5 separate regions of the Mus musculus genome follow, and all the other regions are linked to region 3. The links are chromatin contacts, called in public Micro-C and promoter capture Hi-C maps. All regions are on one chromosome and are shown on one strand. The core of a region is the stretch at or near the end of the contact, and the rest is flanking DNA. Distances in the headings are between cores, read along the strand shown.

Region 1 (2,700 bases), core at 133-2,632, 270 kb before region 3:
GTTGAGGCAAAAACACTGAATGTCACTAAAATCACTGTTCTTTGAGAACTATTGAGTAGTGAGTTCATACGTGTACTGCGAAATACTGTCAATTCTGTTCTAGACACAGATTTCACTCTGCGCTTCAACATCTACACTTATATTAGTCAACTTAGCAACAATTTGTATGAAGAACAATTTAAAAATGAAGTCCATTCTAGAGTCTTGCTTTTTTTTTTTTCTCTTTTCAGAATGGTAAACATTGAGGACAGGGATTCTAAAGCCTGCTTCCTTCCAGGACACACAATGCATGAGGTATGGCAATCCTCAATAAATGCTTAAAAATGGCCCTGATCAGCACAGGGAAAGTTAGAAGAGCAATTGAAAATACTATCACCAGCTAAAAGTAGGCCTCCTTACCCATGAATATAAATGACCACTTTAGAAATATTTTATAGCAGATTGGCAAGGGAGGCAAGAGAGACATCCGGGGTTTGATGTTACATTTAAACTCGCTAAAGTGTTTAAACAGAACTGATTTCCAGCTCTAACCAACGTGATTTTCATTGTCATGAACCACATGGGTTACTGTGAAAGCGCTCAATGGATCCTCAGGAAATCTGATTTCATTATCACTTCTCAATGCGCTCCTTGTGTATATCCGGGTATCTGGTGTTAAAATCTCTGAACGGGAATAGAAGTAGAAACAGCAAATAGAAAAACCGAGTAAGAACAATAAGATGTTGGCTTTCCTAGAATTTTAAATTTGCCCATAGATGAGTTATTTCACGTCTCGAGTTTGAGATATTTCGCTGAGGAGGAGTGAACGAGGTGAGGTGAACGCCAGTATCAGAGGGGCGACAAGAAAAGGGTTGGGAAGCCCTCGGTGGCAACCGGCCAGGATCAGGGAAAGGAAAAACAAAGTTGAGAAGAGTCACCGGCCAGGGAAGGCAAGGGTGGCAGTTGGCTGCAGAAAGGGAGCCGGCCTGCCCGGGGCGAGCCTCGGGATGTCTCCGAGAGGGGCGCGAGGCCGTGGAAGTTGTTCCTGAGGGGAGAGAAGGGCAGCATCTCGAGAGGGTGAAGGCCTGGGACGCAGAGCCAACCCAAAGGCGCAGAGGGCGGTGGCGACCTGACAGGACGCGGGCGGGGAAGGAAAGGGCGACGACTCATACCTGGATGAGCACTTTCACGTACATGAGCGGCTGGGACAGGATGGTGAGACCGGAGCCCAGGAGCACCTGACTGGCCGCGTCCGCCATGATGGCACCCGCGGACGGACGGACAGACGGAGTCACCAAGCGACACAGCCGGTTCCAGATCACGTGTCGGGGGCGCCGGCTTCACTGGCCCGCCCGCGGCGCGCCGCCCGCTTAGGCTCCGCCCACCGGCCCGCCCAAAGAAACGGCAGGCGCTCGCGAGGGGCCGCCTGGGGCGGGGCTTGTGGGAGGGACGCGCATGCGTCTGGGCGTGGGCTCCTCGCGCCTCTAGGAAAGGCGATTTCTCTTGCGCCTGCGCAAGCCGGAAGTGTCCGGAAGGAGTAGGGAGGGAATGGTAATGATGGGGTGGTGGTGGGGTGACCCTGACGGCAAAGGCAAGGTCAGCGGACTAACAACTGGAAGAACTGAGTTATACTCCTATCCTCTTTCAGGCTTTGACGACGTAAAGTTTGATGGTTGTTTTCCGTTAGAGTTGTCATGTCTAATGAACAACAGATCCTGTCTGGCTTAACAGTGAATTCTGCAGGTCCCTGATTTTGCGTTTACCATTAGCTCAGTGGTAGAGCACTTCCCGACATCCTTGCTTTCAGTCCTCAGTACTGGAAAGAAAAAGCAACTACAACAAAATGTGCCCCCTCGGGGTCAGATGTGGCGGCACAGACCCTTAATCCAGCACTTGGGAGGCAGAGGAATGTGGATATGTGAGTTCAAGGCTAATCTGGTTTACAAACTGGATACCCGGTAAACCAGGGTTACATGGTGACATACTGACCAAAAAAAAAAATTTTTTTTTCATGTCTTCTCTGACTACTCGAAATCCATTTTATCCGTATTTCCTACCCGTTGCCTTGTGACACCTGTCACTGGGAAATTGTCTTTGACAGTTGAGAGTGTCAACTCTGGGTTCAGGAACCGAGATGGCCTTTGTACACTATTTTCCCCCAGTGCCTGGCATGTACCAGTGCTCAAGATTTATTAAAGCTCAGTGCCAATCGGGCTACCCAGGCTGTTAGAGGCAAAATGAAGAAAAGGCATTGCTCCAGCTCTGGCCCCTTTGTTCTGTAGCAGACACCACTTAGTGCAAGCACTTAGTGTGTACTGCTGAGAATGAACAAGGAACCGAGTTTGGAATCTGGCTTTCCTTTTGGATCCATGTGTCACTTTCCTTTTTAAATTTTTTAGTGTTTGTATCTAAATATAAGGACAATGCAACTAACTCAGTGTATTTTTATGAACATTAAGTGAAACTGTATATATGGAGTTTTTGAGAAATTGGCTGAAATACAGAAGTTAGTCCTAATATGGCCTTCTATTCAGCCCAGAACTAGCTGATATTGGGAGGCAGTTTGTAGGTCAGGCACACGGGCTTTGAAGTCCAATGGGCCTCATCCAAAGTCTACCTCTGCCAGTTACAGTGTGACCTTATATAGGTCATCCCAACTCTTCAAAACTTTTAAGCAAATAAGTATAATAATATCCACTTCAAAACATTATCTCAAAGCAA
Region 2 (2,700 bases), core at 1-2,500, 490 kb before region 3:
GTTCAAAGTCAGCCACATCTACATAGAAAGTTCCAGAACAGGCAGGGGGTTAGGGCTACATAGAACCAATCTCAAAGTAAAACGACAACAACAACAACAACCACACACACAAACACACACTGTGAGGTAGGGCATCAACTGTGATGTGTGAGTTCGGTCTGCTCTCGGAGCGCCCAGAAGGAACAAGGGACCATAGAGAGCCGCAATGGTAGGTGAGGACTAATGAGCCCCTCACTCTGTCACAGCCAGCCCAGGGGAGCACTCATTCGGCCTCTGCTGAATGTCTTCCATGTCAGTTACTGGCTGATTCCCAGAGAAGGATGCAAACATGTATCGGATCGCAAAGGAGTGGGGGGTGTTAGGCCACATCCACACCTTAGCTCCAGCTTAGACATGAGGTGGCCATCGCACGCCCTAGGGAGAGGTACATCCAAGTTGAATTCCGCCTCTGCCATATGTGTGACATATGTCTGACCCTAGGTCAACAGTCAGTACCCACCTGAAAGATAAAAACGATTTGGTAAAGTTAACACTGATTACTGAGTAAATGGTCAGTAAAGGGCTACCCTAGATCAGAGAACTGTAGCCATTGTTATTGCCACTAACTGCTCCTTCGGTCTAAGAGTTCAGGTACAGCTTTGTCAGGGTAAGAGAACACCAAGTCCTTTGTTGTATCCTGGCTTGAAATTCCAGGGCACAGGCTCTAGAAACGTGTACTGGACTTCAAAGGGTTACAGTCCTGGAGACGGTGGCCTGAGGTTCCAAGTGAAAAACCAAAGCATAAAAATAATTCGATGAGTAAGAATAAAATTCCCTCTTCTGAGGTACCCAGAGCCAGGCCCCTCCTTGCGGCAGGCACTTCCCCTTTCCCTAGCTCATGGAGGAGCCAGGCCTGCTGACTCAGAGAGCCATAGCCCTGCTCTCGTCCCGGGACGGAGCGGTTTGGCAGCCGTGCGCGCCCCCGTGTGGCCACTGCTGGAACTGCATCCTCAGAAGGACGCCACACTGAAGCCCCGCCGCCCTGTTGATCCCGGTTCCCGCGTGGGTGCCGCCCTCACCCTAGCTTAACTTGGCTAAACGCGATGCCCACGAGGGTACCCACTTCCGTCCTACTCTCCCCGCAGCCCCAGAATCCGCCCCGAGCGGAAGTGCGCTGACCGCGCGGGTCCCCCATGGTATGAGGCGGAAGCGCCTCCCCCGCCGTCGCTCCGTCTAGCCCCCCGGAGCCGCGCGCGTCGGGTTCCGGACTGTCCCGTGTGACGTGGCTGCACGCCGGGGGTGGCTCCGGGCTGGGGGCCTAGTGGTGGGGCCGGGCGAGGCAGAGCGGGGCGGGGCGCGACACTGCAGCTGGATGGCCGGGCCCGCCCGGAGCGCTGCATCTGCTGCCGCTGCCACCTCTGCCACTGCGCGGTGAGTGATCGCTGGACCCTCAGGCCGGCGTCCGGGGCGGGATGGACCGTGTCAGTTCCCAAACCTGTCGCGACTCGTCCTCAGTTTAGGAGTTGAACTTGCCTGCTCTTTGGCTCTTTACCTCTGACGTCCCACGCTCTGCCCCTCAGCCCTCCCTGCTGCCCCGCTTCTTGTCTTCTCCTTCCACCAGACATTCTAGCTCATTTTATTGACTTTCCTTTCTCTTGCTTTCTCCTTTCTCTCCATACCCCATACTTCTCTGCTGAACCTGTGGTCCCCCCTTGCCTCTGCATGACCCGCTAAGGTCTTGGCCTGGCGAGGGCCTGCCTTGGTCCCAGTGAAGCTTTGCTCGTTTGTTTGTGCTGGTGTTGGCAGTGGCGGCCGCGAGGGGTCGGGGAGGGCTGGGGCAGGGGTCACTAATTATGGCCTGAAGATTCCAGACATAGGCTTGTAGCCCACCAATCAGAGACCGATGATTTCTCTCTTAACATCCATTGGCAGATGAGGAAACTGAGGCAGTTTCAAGGTCACAGCCAGTAGAAGACGGGGCAGATCACATTTAAACTTTCCAGATTGAACTTCTGGCTTGGTTGACTCACATCCCCATCCGGCTGCCATCAGTCTGCAGAGCACATTCCTTCTGCGAGTGCTTCAGACCTCCCCTGGCATTCAGAGGACTTGCATTCCCTCCTCGATGCCAGCAGCTACCTGCATTGTCAAGTTCACCTCATATTCATCGCTGTTAGGGAGCTCTGTTACCTCATCCATTCCCTGATGAGGACACTGAGGCTCAGGCTCATAAGGGACTACAGTCAGTTAACAATCTAGAGCACCAAATTAATTAGCCATAAGTTAGTTACCACAGCCTCTGGCTCTGGCAACTGTGAGGCATCTCTTCTCTTCAGCCCCACCTCTTGTCTCTTGGTGCCCAAGAATAAGATCATTTAGGAGGAAGAGGTTTGGACTATGACTCAGTTTCCCCACCTGTGTTTCTTTGTACCACGCCATCAAGCTAAACAGTGCTGGCTTTAGACCCTGGGGTGTCTTTACCGGCACATTCTGGCAGCCAAGCCTCTCCTGGCAGCTAGAGGCACCCAACAGGGATGGTCCCTCCTCCGGTGGCTGAAGGAGCCCAGCCAGTGCCTCACCCAGTCATTAAGGAAAGTTTAGCCTCAGGCGGACACATTGACACATAGGCTGGAGCCAGCTCAGAAGGAAAATATGTGTGGTTCTTGGGAGACGTGTAGATGGGCAGAGGGTGCTCCGTGCACCCACCCTGGGGATTGTTTC
Region 3 (2,700 bases), core at 85-2,584:
TTAATCAAATGCAAAATACCAGAGGACAGGTGCAGCCCCTTTCCCCTCTGTTCTCTGCGTGAAGCTGGGACTCTGAGGCCCAAGGGATGCCTAGAAGCAGGCTGGACACCTGGTGGTCTACATTCCAGTTCTCATAGGGTCCAGACTAGATTCACTTCACTATCTTGGCTGCTCAGGTCTTCCCAAATAGAACGCTCCTGTTTCTCTGTTTCTCAGAAGGTCAAGGTTGAAGAATCTGCCTTCTGATTTTTTTTTTTTTTTTTTTTTTTTTTTTTGCCAAGTTGCTCCCACTTCCTGCCACACTGCTCCCCTCTCTCTGCCCGGTGAAACCCAACCATCCATCAAAGCCCAGCTCAAGTGTCACCTCTTCCTTTGGTCAGAATCAGTCTTTCCCTCCCTAGCATGCCTTGGTTTGGTACTGTCTGTCATTACTTCTAGGTGCAGTAGATAGAGCTCTTTGGTTTCCTCTCGTGAGCCTGGGCACAGTAGCAGTATTCGTGGTAATTTGTAACTCCTTTCAGATCAGGACTTGTGATGACAGCTGCCAGATGGGCTCACCTTATGTCCCACCCTCTTTGGGACTTTACCCATGATCTCATTTAATCGCCAGGCAAGTCTCGGTAGACAGGTACCCGTAGTATCTTCCTGTTACACAGGAGCATAGAGTGGTCAAGAGAGGTGAGGCATCTCTCTCCAAGTCACACAACCAGGATTACACAGTTAGTATATAGCACAGCTGGGCTTGCCATATGCCACAGCTGGGGCTCTAATCACTGGACCAGCTTCTGTGCAGGCTCTCTGACTTCCTGGCCCAGCGTCTGGGGAGAGAACAGAATACATGGTGTGCTTCCAATAGTTTCGGGGGGTTCACCCACACCCTCCCCCAAAGCCCACCCACGGGCCAGGCTTCACCAGATTGCGGTCTAGAAGCAAGCACGACTGTGACCTGGGCAAGAGGCACGCTCAAGCCAGAGCCAGGGAGGGAGTCCCAGGCTGAAGAGTCCCTACTGACCCATCCATACTAGCTCGTGGCTCTGGAACAGTGGAGCAGCGTCCCGGGTCCCGAGTCCCAGGAATGTGGGAGGGCTAGGCGGACAGGGAGGGGGCGCTTCCTCCGGCCGCGGGAGGGGAGACGCCAGAGCGTGCACCGGGCTCGCCACCGCCCACTCCCCGCCCGCCGCCAGCTCGCTGGGGGCGGGGGCCGCGGCGAGAGGGCGGCGAGGGGCCGCGGAGCACGGCAGCGGCCGGCCCGCCCGAGCGGGAGGAAGCGATGAATATTCAGAGGGGGAGGGGAAGAGAGGGGGCCGAGCGCTCGGCGCGGCTCCCTGCAGCCGGAGCCGCATGACGCGCGGAGGAGGCAGAGGGAGCAGCCGGGGCCGCGGGAGCCGGGAGCTGGGAGCCACGCGCGGAGGGTGGGCGCCGCTCGCTCCGCCCCGCGAAGCCCCTGCGAGTCTAAGGCCGCGGCCGCTCCGCGCCAGGCGCGCTAGGCTCCGCCGTGTGGCCGCCGCCGCCGCCGCTGCCATGTCCCCGGGGAAGCCCGGGGCGGGCGGAGCGGGGACTAGGCGGACCGGCTGGCGGAGAAGGAGGCGGAGGCGTCGGCTGGAGACGGAGACGAGGGCGCCCGGCTTCGGGCACACGGCGGGGCGCGTCCCGGGCACGTTCCAGGGCGCGCAGGGCATGAAGCCCGCGGCGCGGGAGACGCGGACACCCCCGCGCTCGCCCGGGCTCCGCTGGGCGCTGCTGCCGCTGCTGCTGTTGCTACGCCAGGGCCAGGTAAGCTCTCGAGTGGGCCTGGGCGTGTGGTAGGAAGACGCGGGCCGAATTGGCATCGCCTGCACCTGCCCGGGTGTCACCCGTTCCAGGAACACCCGGCGAGGGTCTGAGAGATCGTGGTCCTGGGAGCCTTCCTCCTGGAGGAGGCTGGCAGGGATCTTGGCCAGCCTCCTGCTCCCGCCACTCAGCCCCTTCCCTGGCTCCCGGGTGCCAGGGGAAGGGCAGGATTCCGGGGTCCCCAGGGTGTCCCCCGCCGTGCCCGTTGACTCTTCCATAGAAGCTCCCGCATGGGCTGCAGGCGGCGGTGGCCCGGCCTTTCCCGGAGCTGGTCACGTCTGGCCAGCGCGGGCCCTGCTTGCGCGCCCGAAGCGGCCGGAGGGGGCGTGTTTGCGGAGGGCTGTGGATGCGGAGCAGGGACGGCCTGGCTGAGCCGAGGCCGACCTACGACCCGGCCTGGAGGGGCACGAGGGCTTGGACAGAAGGGCAGTGGCGGTGGCCGGGTGCTTGGGGACAGGCCCTGGCGCTGGGCGGTGGGCGAAGCGCCGGACTCAGAACCGAGGGCGCTTTTTGTGGGGGAAAGTTCCCAGCCTTGCCAAGGTGGCCGCTCAAAGGCGTCCCTTGAGGCTGCTGGCTCTGTTCTCATCATCGCTCCTGAGATAGTGCTGGCTTTTCTGGGTGTGCATTCGTGCTTTGTGGGCGCTAGCTATACCCCTCCCCTCCAGACTTTTCTTTTCTTTCTTTTTTTTTTTTCCTTGCTTCACTTTTTTTTTTCCGATAATGGTGGGACTCGAATTTTGGATCTTTTCTCTCAGTGGTATTTTCATGGCAGGGGATGTGATGCAAGGCAGCTGGGGGGACATTCCCATTTTGCAGATAGGGAACTGAGGGAGAGAAGTGAAAGAGTGGAATCACCCAGCTGGTGCTGCG
Region 4 (2,700 bases), core at 117-2,616, 310 kb before region 3:
TGAGGGTAGGGAGGAGGGAAAGGGTCCATCCATAGTAGTGAGAACTACACCTGAGAAGTGTCCGGTCCACTCTGTTTCTTCATACAAAGCTCTTTTGGACATATAGATAAGCCCTCTTCCATTTTATGGATGAGAAATCTGGTGCCTAAACGAGGGGTACACGTTTTGGCTCAAGGTCATCCACTGAACTCTTAGCCTTAAACAGAGGGTTTGTTCTTTTTTTCCATTTCAAATCAGTGCGCTTCTCTACCAGCTCTCCCTCTTACACAAAGGTCAATGTGTTTCCCGCCTCAGTGACCCCTTTTGCAAAACCAGAAGAGACAAGGGAGCGAAGGAGGAAGCAAACAAAGGCAAGCACAGCCTCTGTCATTTGTTTGCTGAGAGGTGGGAGCTCTCCCTCTGCCCGGCAGCTTTCCTGGCAGGTCTTCGCTCGAAGCTCCTGCCCACCTTATCCTTTGCCACCTCCCCTCTAAGTCAGATGAACCCACCAGTGCCAAAGGTTCTTGTGTGTCCAATACCCTTCCTACCTTCCGTACTCCACTGCACATGCCCCTGAACCCTGGATCCTTTCCTCTAACAATCCCATTCCCCAGCAGGTCAGAGGAGGATGGTAAGGCGTCAGGTGGGTCTCAGAGCTCCAGGAAAGGAAATGGCTGCACAAAGCTCTGTCCAGGTGAAGCTCAAAAATAGTCATCTTCAAAGAGGAAAACTGGGACAGAGCTGGATAGACCCAGAGCCATAGAACCAATGGAGAAGGTGCAGCGATGTCAGACTAAGGGCATCTCCAAGCCCCTAGCGCCTTGTTCCCATATCCCAGTTAACACTGCTTTCAAACCGTGCCAGAACCCCCCTGTATCTTCCTTGAAAGTCCGCATCCTTCCAAGAATGTGAGCCCCACTTTTACAGAAGCAGTCAATAAGTCCCTTCTCGTGGGGAAAAATGCCCCATTAAGGGGTCCCCGCAAGCCCCTTTTCCATTATCCCTGCCCTCCACCCCTCCCTCTGAAGTAAAAGCCCCTGAGCCTCTTTCATGAAAAAGCGCCCAGGTCCTCCTTTCCAGGAAAAGGGACCGGGTCCCTCGTGCCTCCCGCCGCCCCCGCTCGCATAGAAGAGAAGCCTGCGCCCCCGCCTCCTCCGGGCTGCCCTCACCTGGCTGGTGGCGGGCGGGTCGGCTTCGGTCCCAGCCGGCTATCCTGCTCGGTGAGGACGCCGGGCTACACACTGGTCGCCCGCGCTGCGGCTTGACCGGGCCTCCAGGGGTGGCGGGGGTTTAGCCGGCGACGAGTGGGGACCCCGGCAAGGGAGGCGTGAGCAAGTGGGAAGGACAGCAGAAGCTGAAGCGGAGAAACGCAAGGGCGGGGAGCAGGGGAGGCGGAGGGGAGAGCGGAGGACGAGGGAGGGGCGCCGAGCAGTTGGGCCTGGGGCACCGCACCGAGCCTGCGCTGAGCATGGGACCCTTCCTCATTCCTGGATCCTGAGCGTTACCCACCGGGTGCCGCGCTCAGGCGTCATTGATCCAAGTTAGCAGGTGGGGAAACCGAGGCCGCTAGAGAGGCCACCCTAGGGTGGCCCAAGGCATCCTACAGACCAGCTTTCTGGTTTGTGTGGGGAGAGAGGACTCGGGCAAGGCATGGACTGTGCTGCAAGCAAGGACAGTAGGAGGTGAGATTTTGTATGGGACAGATGTCCACGCTGAGTGGCCTTGGGGGGAAGGTCTGAGGGAAGAGAATGATAAATGGGTCAATGTCCTTAGTAAAGTAAGAGGTGAAAATGCCCCACTTTTCCTTCCTCACTTCTGAGTCTGCAAATGCCCCTCCCCCTGCACCTCGTGCGTGTGCTAGCAAGGCTGGAGGAAGGACAAAGCTGCAGACATCAGCACATCAGCTTGAGACCCTCTGAGAAGAACAAAGAAGGTGCAGGATCCTTGGGACGTACTGAATTTTTCTTTTCCGGAAAAGGTTGAGAAGGGCAATAGGAGGTCCCCGTGTGGGGCATGGACTTTCTGGGGAGCTATGCCCACACTCGTAGGAGTCCAACAACACCTCAGGGGCTGAGATCAGCATCTCCTCCACGCCCCACGCCCCCCCTCACCCTCACAGGCTCGCAGAAGCCCTGGCCCTCAGGAGCTTTCCTTCTGGAATTCTCCACATACCTGGCCCCAGTTACTGGAGTATAAATTACCCATGGAGAAGTGATGAGCTTGGGCAGTTCCTCCACGCTGTTGGGTACAAGGAGGCACAAGGCAAAGTGCCTGCCTAGCCCTTGCCAGATCACAAATGTCTCCTTCTCCTTGAAAGCTGGGGAGGGGGGCACTCCAATGGGCAGGGCACTGAGGGTGGGATGAGTCCCACAGGGAAAGGCCAGGAGCCATCCTGTGACACCTGTGGTCCTCCTTAGGCACTGGACCTCTTATTCAGGGCAGGAAGGTGTGGGAGGGAGAGAGGCAGGACATTTGAATCCCAACTGGGGCTGGAAGACATTTGACACTTAATATGGAAGAACTCTCAACAAAGGAATCAGGGTGGGCTGGTAATGGGTAGATAACATGGCAGCCAGCAGGGCCTTGGGAAGGGAGAGGCCAGGGAAGGCATGATGGGGTGCTGGTGGGTGTGGGGGTAGTTAGGAGTGGAAGAGCCACAGATATACCAGATAGGAAGTTAGGAATCATCAGGGCTCAGAGAAAAGGGCCCAGGCTAAGTTG
Region 5 (2,700 bases), core at 163-2,662, 340 kb before region 3:
AGACAGACATCTGGCCTGGAACTCTCTATATAGACCAGACTGGTTTTTAACTCAGAGATCAACCTGCCTCTGCCTCCTGAGTGCTGGGATTAAGGGGTGTGTCACCATGATGGCAGACTCAATTCTTACTATACTTTCCAATCCCCACACTGAAAATGGCATGTCTGCTTCACTTATCGATTTAAAGTAAATGGGCTATTTTTCCTTACCTTTTTTTTTTTTTAAGATTTATTTATTTTATGTATGTGAGTACACTGTAGCTGTCAGACACACTAGAAGAGGGCATCAGATCCCATTACAGATGGATGTGAGCTACCATGTGGTTGTTAGGAATTGAACTCAGGACCTATGGAAGAACAGTTGGTGCTCTTACCCTCTGAGCCATCTCTCCAGCTCTACACGTTCCATTTTAAATTTAATACTTGTTAATTCTTTGAGGATCTCATACATGTATTAATGCACTTTGATAAAATTCATCCCCACCCTCCAAACTCCTCTCAACCTACTCTTTCCTTCTTGGGTATTATTACGAGTATTTCTTTGATAAGAATAAAATATATCTCTTTTTTAAAAGGAGGAAAAAGATGACAGACAGTGGTAGCACATGTCTTTAATCCCAGAACTCAGGAGGCAGGGACAGGTGAATCTCTGAGTTCAAGGGCTGCCTGGTCTACAAGAGAGTTCCAAGACAGCCAGGGCTACACAAAGAAACCCTATCTTGAAAAACGAACAAACAAATCACCCCAAATCAAAACCAAAAAGGAGGGGAAAAGCAGCAGATACAGGTTAAGAGTATTTTCTTGTGGCTGGAGAAATATTTAAGCAGTTAAGAGCACTGGCTACTCTTCCAGGGAACCCTGGTTTGATTTCCAGCATTCTCCAGCTTTCTCTCCGAGTCACGCTCCAGTCCCATGGGTTCCAACATCCTCTTTGGACTCCTTGGACTTTGCACCCAGGTGATGTCATACAGGCAGGCAAAGCACCCAACACACACACTTTTTTTTTTTTTTTTTTTTTTTTGAGACAGGGTTCCTTTGTGTGTCCTGGAGCTAGCTACATAGCCAGTAGAAGACATTTAGGGCTTCATAGTGTGACCTGGTTTTAAAAAAGGAGAGGGGGGGGGGCGGGGAAAGACAGAGAGACAGAGAGACAGACACAGACAGACAGACACAGGGCAGTAGACCACCACCTAGGTTCAAGTTCAGGTTCCCTGCTCCCCCAAGAGCAGCTGACAACCACCGCTTTTTTTACAGGCAGACTCGGCTTCTCCAGGGCCTTCCCTGTTTAGAGGAGCCTCTCTGCTGAGCCTCCTCCTTAGTGATGGGTGCACTCCGGGGTCACGGCCCCTCCCTAAGGTCAGGGGTTGGAGAGCCGGCCCTGCTCCTTAGGCAGGGTCACAGTTTCACCCGATCTTGCCATTCCACTCCCTCCACCCGACCCCTCGCCGCGCCTCGCGGCGCCTCTCCTTTGGAGCCATGGCTCCTGTTCCGGGATCCCTCGGGCAGGGCCGGGACTCCGGGGACTCAGCTTCGAAGAGTCGGGAGGCATCAGGTGGCCCTCAGCTCTCGTCCTCCGCGTCCTTCTCGCGGTGGCTGGTCGCGAGCCCCGGGGCCGGTGGCTGGCCGCTGCGCCTGGCGGGGTGGGGCGCCTCGCCACTGCGCCTGGCGGGGTGGGGCGGGATGGCGGCCTCCGCGTGGCTGGAGGCCGGCCTGGCCCGGGTGCTCTTCTACCCGACGCTGCTCTACACAGTGTCCGGGGGAGGGTGCGCGGCCCGGCGCACCGCGACTGGTACCACCGCATCGACCACACGGTTCTGCTGGGCGCGCTGCCGCTGAAGAACATGACGCGCCGGGTGAGAGACCGCCGGGCCGGGCCGGGCCGGGCCGGGAGCGGGCCCAGGGCCTCTGCGGGCGCCCCGCGGCCCTCGCTGAGCCTCCTCTTTGCCTCGGCAGCTGGTACTGGACGAGAACGTGCGCGGGGTGATCACTATGAACGAGGAGTACGAGACCCGATTCCTGTGCAACACCTCGAAGGTGAGGACCCGGGCCCTCTGGCCTGGCTGGCCCAGCACTCGGGCCTGGGAAAGCTGGAGAAGCTAGGGGAAGAGGAAGGACGCCGTGGGTGACCTTGTCTCCGAGACCAGTGTTGGAGACCTAGTTGCCTTCTCAAGTTCTGTGTATGTGGGTCAAGCTCAAATGGCTGCAGGTGGAAAGACGCTGAAGCTGATAAGCCAGAAAGAAGTCTTGCGAGTCTGGAGACTCAGGTGGCAGAGGCAGGATCTTTTGAGCCCAGGAGTTCAATGTGTCCTGGCCATTGTCTAAAAAGAGCGAGCTAACCCGCTGTGGGTGGCTCACTCCTGGAATTTCAGCCCCCTTAAGGCAAGAAGTTGTTCCAGGCCAGCTTGGTGTATTGTATGTAGTGAGCTCTGGGTCAGTCAGGACACAGGACAAGGAAGTCCTGCTTCAAAATGGGGACGGGGGGTACAGTTCTTCATGCACAGAATTGTACATGTATATGCTACTTTTCCTTTGTTTGTTTATTTTGAGACAGGGGTCTTAAGTCCTGATCCGATTCTCCTGCCTCCACTTTCCAAGTACTGAGATTACAGGCATGTGCTAATACACCCATTTTGTATTTGTGATTTTGGTCACTAACCTCAGTAACTAAAATTGTGACTTGTGTGTGGTGGTTTGAATATGC

The links. Promoter capture Hi-C pulls out the DNA fragments that hold promoters and counts their contacts. Hi-C and Micro-C count contacts between places; a contact is called where the count stands out from the background.
Region 1: a contact with region 3 is called in a Micro-C map of embryonic stem cells, with 3 times the contacts expected there. The contact joins the promoter of Mtch2 here to the promoter of Ptprj in region 3. A contact is called at or near these places in 2 of 39 promoter capture datasets (cranial neural crest and pre-B cells), 2 of 484 Hi-C or Micro-C datasets (embryonic stem cells and muscle stem cells) and 1 of 115 datasets of contacts at active chromatin or transcription factors (pancreatic cancer cells).
Region 2: a contact with region 3 is called in a promoter capture Hi-C map of pre-B cells, with 3 times the contacts expected there. The contact joins the promoter of Slc39a13 here to the promoter of Ptprj in region 3. A contact is called at or near these places in 2 of 39 promoter capture datasets (cranial neural crest and pre-B cells) and 2 of 9 other capture datasets (adipose tissue and pancreatic islet).
Region 4: a Micro-C map of embryonic stem cells shows a contact between it and region 3, with 2.1 times the contacts expected there. The contact joins the promoter of C1qtnf4 here to the promoter of Ptprj in region 3. A contact is called at or near these places in 1 of 39 promoter capture datasets (cranial neural crest) and 1 of 484 Hi-C or Micro-C datasets (embryonic stem cells).
Region 5: a promoter capture Hi-C map of pre-B cells shows a contact between it and region 3. The contact joins the promoter of Ptpmt1 here to the promoter of Ptprj in region 3.

The regions. Positions count from the first base shown.
Region 1 is chr2:90,845,837-90,848,536 of GRCm38.p6, reverse strand. Mtch2 (mitochondrial carrier 2) reads right to left here and starts at 1,382. Exons shown (of 13, transcript NM_019758.3): 1 at 1,152-1,382. The coding sequence starts at 1,238.
Region 2 is chr2:91,068,865-91,071,564 of GRCm38.p6, reverse strand. Slc39a13 (solute carrier family 39 (metal ion transporter), member 13) reads left to right here and starts at 1,250. Exons shown (of 10, transcript NM_026721.3): 1 at 1,250-1,410. Gm39874 (predicted gene, 39874) reads right to left here and starts at 1,214. Exons shown (of 2, transcript NR_166131.1): 1 at 1,059-1,214; 2 at 1-499.
Region 3 is chr2:90,579,229-90,581,928 of GRCm38.p6, reverse strand. It overlaps Ptprj (protein tyrosine phosphatase, receptor type, J), which reads left to right and starts at 1,334. Exons shown (of 24, transcript NM_008982.6): 1 at 1,334-1,773. The coding sequence starts at 1,678. It overlaps Gm46752 (vegetative cell wall protein gp1-like), which reads right to left and starts at 1,174. Exons shown (of 3, transcript XR_001783391.2): 1 at 1,013-1,174; 2 at 559-818.
Region 4 is chr2:90,884,452-90,887,151 of GRCm38.p6, reverse strand. C1qtnf4 (C1q and tumor necrosis factor related protein 4) reads right to left here and starts at 1,366. Exons shown (of 2, transcript NM_026161.3): 1 at 1,149-1,366.
Region 5 is chr2:90,916,762-90,919,461 of GRCm38.p6, reverse strand. It overlaps Ptpmt1 (protein tyrosine phosphatase, mitochondrial 1), which reads left to right and starts at 1,412. Exons shown (of 5, transcript NM_025576.2): 1 at 1,412-1,750; 2 at 1,753-1,852; 3 at 1,953-2,033. The coding sequence starts at 1,476.